2 separate regions of the Zea mays genome follow, and region 2 is linked to region 1. Evidence: chromatin contacts called from public Hi-C data. All regions are on one chromosome and are shown on one strand. Each heading gives the region's core, a stretch centred on a gene start, on an enhancer-like site or on the middle of the called end of the contact. The rest is flanking DNA. Distances are from core to core; before and after follow the strand shown. Region 1 holds the start of LOC100280423. Region 2 holds the start of LOC103627983 (serine/threonine-protein kinase STY13).

Evidence for each region. A called contact is a pair of places that touch in the nucleus more often than the background predicts.
Region 2: a Hi-C map of leaf shows a contact between it and region 1, with 4 times the contacts expected there. The contact joins the promoter of LOC103627983 here to the promoter of LOC100280423 in region 1. A contact is called at or near these places in 2 of 25 Hi-C or Micro-C datasets (leaf and tassel).

Annotation. Positions count from the first base shown.
Region 1 is chr5:7,739,234-7,742,427 of Zm-B73-REFERENCE-NAM-5.0, reverse strand. LOC100280423 reads left to right here and starts at 1,750. Exons shown (of 21, transcript NM_001361078.1): 1 at 1,750-1,887.
Region 2 is chr5:8,093,894-8,097,219 of Zm-B73-REFERENCE-NAM-5.0, reverse strand. It overlaps LOC103627983 (serine/threonine-protein kinase STY13), which reads left to right and starts at 1,524. Exons shown (of 5, transcript XM_008648278.4): 1 at 1,524-1,981; 2 at 2,305-2,417; 3 at 2,506-2,738; 4 at 2,873-3,179; 5 at 3,266-3,326. The coding sequence starts at 1,612.

The sequences.
Region 1 (3,194 bases), core at 501-3,000:
AAGGCAACCTGATGTCCGGATGTCAAGTTGGATAGATGCCTTAATTGACTCTAAGGTTTTAGAAGCCATGATCCAATTGAAATTAAGATCATGAACATGGTCTCCAATATGACACTTTAACTGGCAAAATCTGTTATCTTAAATGGGAGTATCTCTCCCTCTCTCTCTTTGTGTGTGAGTGAGTAATGCCAATCTTTTGTTGTTGGTGTATATAAAATTTTAGTTGATGCGCAAAGTTTTTTTAAAAAACTATACTTAGGAAAACTCAATGTGCTTAGTTATAAATCTAAATAATAATCTGCATGCCACAGGTTGTAGGTTCTGCTTCAACATTGAAGCAAGATAAACACTGGAACATCCTTGTTGAGAGTGCCAAGGAGCGAAACTGCTTATTCAAGGTGTGTTTGTGACTGCTGCTATTATTGTTTCCTTAGCATGAAAGCGTAAAACATCTGGATGAGTCCAAACTACGCACGTTTTGCAGGTCCCCAAGCCATTCACCGCATTCTTTGCAGAGGGTAACCCGAAGACTATGAAGGTGGAAAGGCATCGTCTGCCAGAGCCGAATGCTCGAGTGCTAGAAGAGATCAACCAAGAAGTTGTAAGGCAAGAGACCATGAATGTCGATGATGCCGCCGACCATGCAGACGTAGGGGACGACGACGATGATGGTATGGATGCCGATGATGGAGGCGACGATGATTGATTGTAAGATTCAAAGGCTTGGGTGGCCTGGGAAAGCGGTTACCTAGACTACTAATATAAAAGAGGAGTTGGTTTTCTTGGGTAGACGTAGCAGTTACTTAGGATTGAAAGATAAAAAATGGAAGCGATGATTCTTTTCTCTTATCTAATTACGGGGAGAAGCGACCATCGCAGAGCGTATATGGGTGACAATGAGCTCTAAATTGTACACTATAAGATTTAAAGTTCAGATTAGGATCAGTTCCTATTTCTATTTATTTTTTAAATTGAAGTTTATTTAGGACCCTATCATTTTGTGAAGAATTATTTGTACCGCGATGTATTACCACCCCTAATTATTTTTTGTGAAACTGCAGAGGTGACAAATATGTCCCTTATGTCTGTTTTCCGTGGTTCACACTTCACAGTTAAATTGATGGGACTGGAGCCTGGAGGTGCACCAGCTCCAGTATTTGACTTCACGGATTGAGTTGAGATAGTGAAGAACGTAAACAGTGAAGCATGTGGATACCAGCTATCCAAACAGGCAACAACGTTGATCCAAGCAGCGTTTTACAGTTACATGCAGAAAATTTCGTGTGGGTCATATCTTACAAACACATACCCATCTCCCAAACACAAAAATCTCTGAATTCGAAGGATATAAACTGGAAACTTTGTCGTTTCAACCAGAACGTCCCCGTGTAGTACGAAAATAACAAAAACCAGCTCTATGGCATCAGTGTTTTCAGAACGTCGGATTAGTCGCGATTAATCGGCGGTTAATCGACTGATCGTAGCTCTGGAGCCGATGAAGGTAACGACGCGGTCGGGGCGATCAGCTGACCGTCCGATAGTTGGCGATCAATCGCGACTAATCCTCCGATTAGTTTAGGAACGGTCAGCCTGGCTGGCTGGATTGAAATTTCGGCCCAGTTGCCCACTTCACTTGCCCAGCGGCCCAGCCCAGCTTCTTTTTCCCAATTCCCACCACGTGAGCAGAAGCTGCACAACCAAGACTCCAAGAGCCAACAGAGCAACAGCCCAGGCACACACGACTAGAACCAGGCAACCAGCTGCGGAGGGAGGAAACCTAGCGGAACACTGTGCAGGTGACGGCGGCGCGCTACCGGTGACAGGGGATACGGCGGCATCGTCCCCTCCTCCATCCCCGGCGCGGCGGCGCCAGCAGCCGGCCTGCAGGTACTGTCTCCAGTCTCCAGAATCCAGATTCAGAGCTTCCCTGTTTTCTGGTGTGCTTTGTTGTAGCCTGTCCTGTAGGTATGGGCGTATGGCTGTTGCCTGTTGGCCTGTTGCTGCCCATGTCCATGTTTGTTGGTTTTCAGTTTTACTTAGATGCTGAAAGCCTGAAACCTTCCAGTGATTATTTGCTTCATGTTGTAGTATGGCACTATGGCTGTTGGCCTGTTGCTGCCCATGTCCATGGGCGTATCACGTATGGCTGTTTGCCTTGTTGAAAGCCTGAACCTGAAGCCATGTCCATGGGCGTGTAGTTATATGTATGAAGGTTGATCGGTTCCTATAGCCCTGGACGATCAGGATGTCTGATTGACCGATCAGAGCCCGGTTAATCGGGCTGGTCGTCGACTAATCATGATTAGTCGGCTGATCGCCCCTCTGGCGATCAGCCGATCTGAAAACATTGGATGGCATGGTAGTTAATTTTCGTGCAACTTCATAAGAACGCATGAAAATAGTGTTTTTGAAGCAACCTTTGAGGAGCTTCAAATTTTTTCATAAAATTGGTCTCTAGTTTCAGTTTTTAAAAGCTAGAGCTCGTGGAGCCCAACCTGTTTGAAACGAAGAAGCTAGAATGGACCTTAAATTCTTAAAGTGGAGCCCTCCCAAACATAGCCTAAGGGAGTGTTTGAAAGCAAAGTATTTTTAGAATTTTGAAGTAAAACCATGATACTATAGTCATTATTCACTATCATGGTTTTACTTCAAAATTCTAAAAATACTTTGCTTTCAAACACTCCCTTAGGCTATGTTTGGGAGGGCTCCACTTTAAGAATTTCAGGTTCATTCTAGCTTCTTCGTTTCAAACAGGCTGGGCTCCACGAGCTCTAGCTTTTAAAAACTTAAACTAGAGACCAATTTTATGAAATTTTTTGAAGCTCCTCAAAGGTTGCTTCAAAAACACTATTTCATACGTTCTTATGAAGTTGCACGAAAATTACCTACCATGCCATCGGTTATACAACCTACCGATACACGTCTCTCCCCGCTCATCACAGGCCACTAATCATAAGGATAATTGAGGGAACTCACACAAATTAATTGTATTACAGAAGCTAGAGTCTATGTGCAAGGCAAACACTTCTGTAATCCACATTAACAATATGTTGATGTTGTTTTGTGGTGAAACCGGAAAACTGAACCTGTAATTTTTGGAGTAAAGCTATCCTAAACAAGGTTACTGTGCTAATTATAAGAAAAGTAAAGTTTTGAAGGGCCAAAACACATTTAGGCCTTGTTCGGTTATTCCA
Region 2 (3,326 bases), core at 275-2,774, 360 kb before region 1:
TGTCAGTATTTATCTATCACAATATTTTAGAGCACAACCTTTAATATTAGCCTACAATCACCTCACCATTACATCAATTTTTCTTTTATAGATCCTCATTTAAAACAAAACATGATGTTTTACTATCATAGAGCACATAATTAAGGAAAAATCATAATTCAAATAAAGTACATAAATTTCAAAAAGCTTAAAGAATATATAGCCCGTAAATTAATCAAAGTAAATAAAATGTGAAAAACTTTAAAACAACTATGTTCATAAAAAAACTACTTGTCATCACCATCTTAATTTCTTCTCGGCAACTTCTTCCTCATTTTCTTTGTTCTTTTTTAATTGTTTGGTAGTTTTTAGCAAGCCAACATGCATGTGGATTGTTTCCATGCATTTATTCATGTGATCATACACCTTTGTATGTTTTATCCTCTCCCTAGACTTATAGAACTGCTTCATTATGGTCAGCCCATTCATTTCCATCAACATATTTAGGGTAGTATGTACTGTTGAATTGTAGATTATTGCGGTGAGAAAATTGTTGTGAGCTGATAATTATAGAAAAACAGAAAATTACTTGATTAAAACAATTATCAACTATAGACTTTTATAAAGGAATTACAACTTGTAACATGAATGACAGGAATCTCGAAAATTTAGGGTAGAAGGTGATTCTAAATTGAACTAGAGAAATAATATGAAGATTTTTAGAAATCTATTTTGCTATTGTATTCGTTTGGTTGGTATTCTGAATTTTTTAGAAACAATCTAGTTTAGAAAGCTGAACCAAACACACTCTTTAGTATATTAGTGACCCTAATTTTCGTCCGCTATCATCAACCCTAGCTAATTTCCATCAGCCGTTCGATACGGATAGAAATTAGTTAGGCTAATTTCATGGGTTTTTTGGCCGACAAAAATTGATCAGATTATTATTATGGAGGCCTCTACATTGCTGCTGAAGAGCGGAATGGGCTAGCGATCGTGGAGACCGATTTCAGACTGCAGTGTGGTAGGTGCGATGCTGCAGCGTCCAATGCAAGATCGGTTTCGTCTTCGGTTCATTATAGAGGAGGCGATTCAGGCTAGGAGAGTACGCTACTGAGTGGATAATTATTTCACGCGAGAAAAGAGGGCCGAATATTAGTATTGCTCGGGATTATGATCACTTTCGTGCCATTTTGTGGATGAAGGAAAAAAAAGAAAAGATCATCCATCCGGAGTTTCCGGAGCGCGCGCATCGCTCGGCGACTCGGCGTACCGCTCCACGCCTTCACCCTCGTGGCTTCCCTTCTCCCTCGTGGCCTCCCTTCTCTCTCTCCCTCGGACTCTCTTTTCTGGCGGCCACACGTCAGGGCGAGCGGCGCCGCCCGTGGCCAGCTAGGCCTTCGTCGGAGCGCCTCGTCGGCGACGAGCATCCACCCCAGGTACATATATGCCCGCACATTCCCTTCCCCCGCTTCCTGCCGCGCGAATCCAAACCCTAATGCATGCATTGCATTCTTCTATTCGGATCGATCTGACCATGCATGCATTTCACTTCACCTAGCCGTTTCGATCTATTAGGACCGATCTGATCATGTATTTCATTCTCACCTAGCTAGCTTTGTTTACACAGCCATGTCCCACGCCGGGGCCTCCATCGGCGGCGGCGGCGGCGCTGCTCGCGGCCGCAGCCGCAGCCTCGGGAGCAGCAGCAGAGCCGGCAATGGCAACGGCGCCGGGGCGTTCGTGAGGGCGGGGGCCGACGGCAACGAGATGTACGTGCGGGCGGACAAGATCGACCTCAAGACCCTGGACGTGCAGCTGGAGAAGACGCGGTCGCAGGTGTGGCTGGACCACCAGCGGTCGGCGGCGTCGCCGCGGCCGGAGACGCCGCTGCTCGGGTGGGAGATCGACCTCCTCGGCAAGCTCGACATCCAGAACCAGATCGCGCATGGCACCTTCGGCGTCGTGTACCGCGGCACCTACGACGGCCACGACGTCGCAGGTACGTCCGCGTTCACACATGTGCGGGCGTAAAATGCGCTCCTTTTTAATTTCGCCGCTCCTGCTTATATGTGGAAACAAATTAAGCGACGCCGCTGAACATGCTTGCTCTATCAGCCATATATATATACAACACCGCTCGCCCGGACGATGTGCTGCCGCTGCCACGGTTTAAATTTTCACCGGTTAAAAAAAATCCAAAACACGTACGGTTTAATTTTTCACCGATAGAAAATCCGAAATATATTATCGGCGTGGAGGCTGATGGAAACTGGAAAGCCTTATTTCGGCTAAAAATTTCGAACACATTGTATTTGGATGCAGTGAAGGTTCTGGACTGGGGGCATGATGGGCAGGACACGGCGGCGAAGCACCGCGAGGCCTTCGAGAAGGAGGTCGCCGTCTGGCAGAAGCTTGACCACCCCAACGTCACTAAGGTTACGTAAGCAAAATTCATTCACGGCCATCGTCGAGTTCACTCACGTCTGACGAATCCCAGAAACTTGACGGCATATGTTCGCGCAGTTCGTGGGCGCGTCGATGGGGACGTCCCAGCTGAAGATCCCCAGGAAGCAGGGGTCGACGTCGACCTCCTCCTCCTCCTCCTCTTGCGGCGGTCGCACTGCGCCGAACGAGTGCTGCGTCGTCGTGGTAGAGTTCCAGCACGGCGGCACGCTGAAGACGCTGCTGTACAACCACCGGGACAAGAAGCTTTCCTACAGGAAGGTCGTCCGGCTCGCGCTAGATCTCGCCAGAGGGTGAGTGAGTACGTCATGAATGAGTTGATGTATCATGTATGTAGTAGCGCTTCACGCACCAGTATATATATGGTCGCTGATGGCGGCATGGCGCGCGCGGGTCGCGACGGGATCATGCATGCATGCAATTGCAGGCTGAACTACCTGCACTCGAAGAAGATCATGCACCGCGACGTGAAGGCGGAGAACATGCTGCTGGACCGTAAGCGGACGCTGAAGATCGCCGACTTCGGCGTGGCGCGCGTGGAGGCGCAGAGCTGCGAGGTGACGGGGCAGACGGGCACGCTGGGCTACATGGCGCCGGAGGTGCTGCAGGGGAAGCCGTACGACCACAAGTGCGACGTGTACAGCTTCGGCATCCTGCTGTGGGAGACCTACTGCTGCGCCATGGCCTACCCCAACTACAGCCTCGCCGACATCTCCTACCACGTCGTCAAGCTGGTGCGCTAGTTTGCTCTATCGGTCCGCATGCATCGTCATCTCCACTGAGCTATGAGCTCTGATCGTCCATACGTTGCCTGCTGCAGGGCATCCGGCCGGACATTCCGAGGTGCTGCCCTCGGCCGATGGCGGACATCATGACGCGGT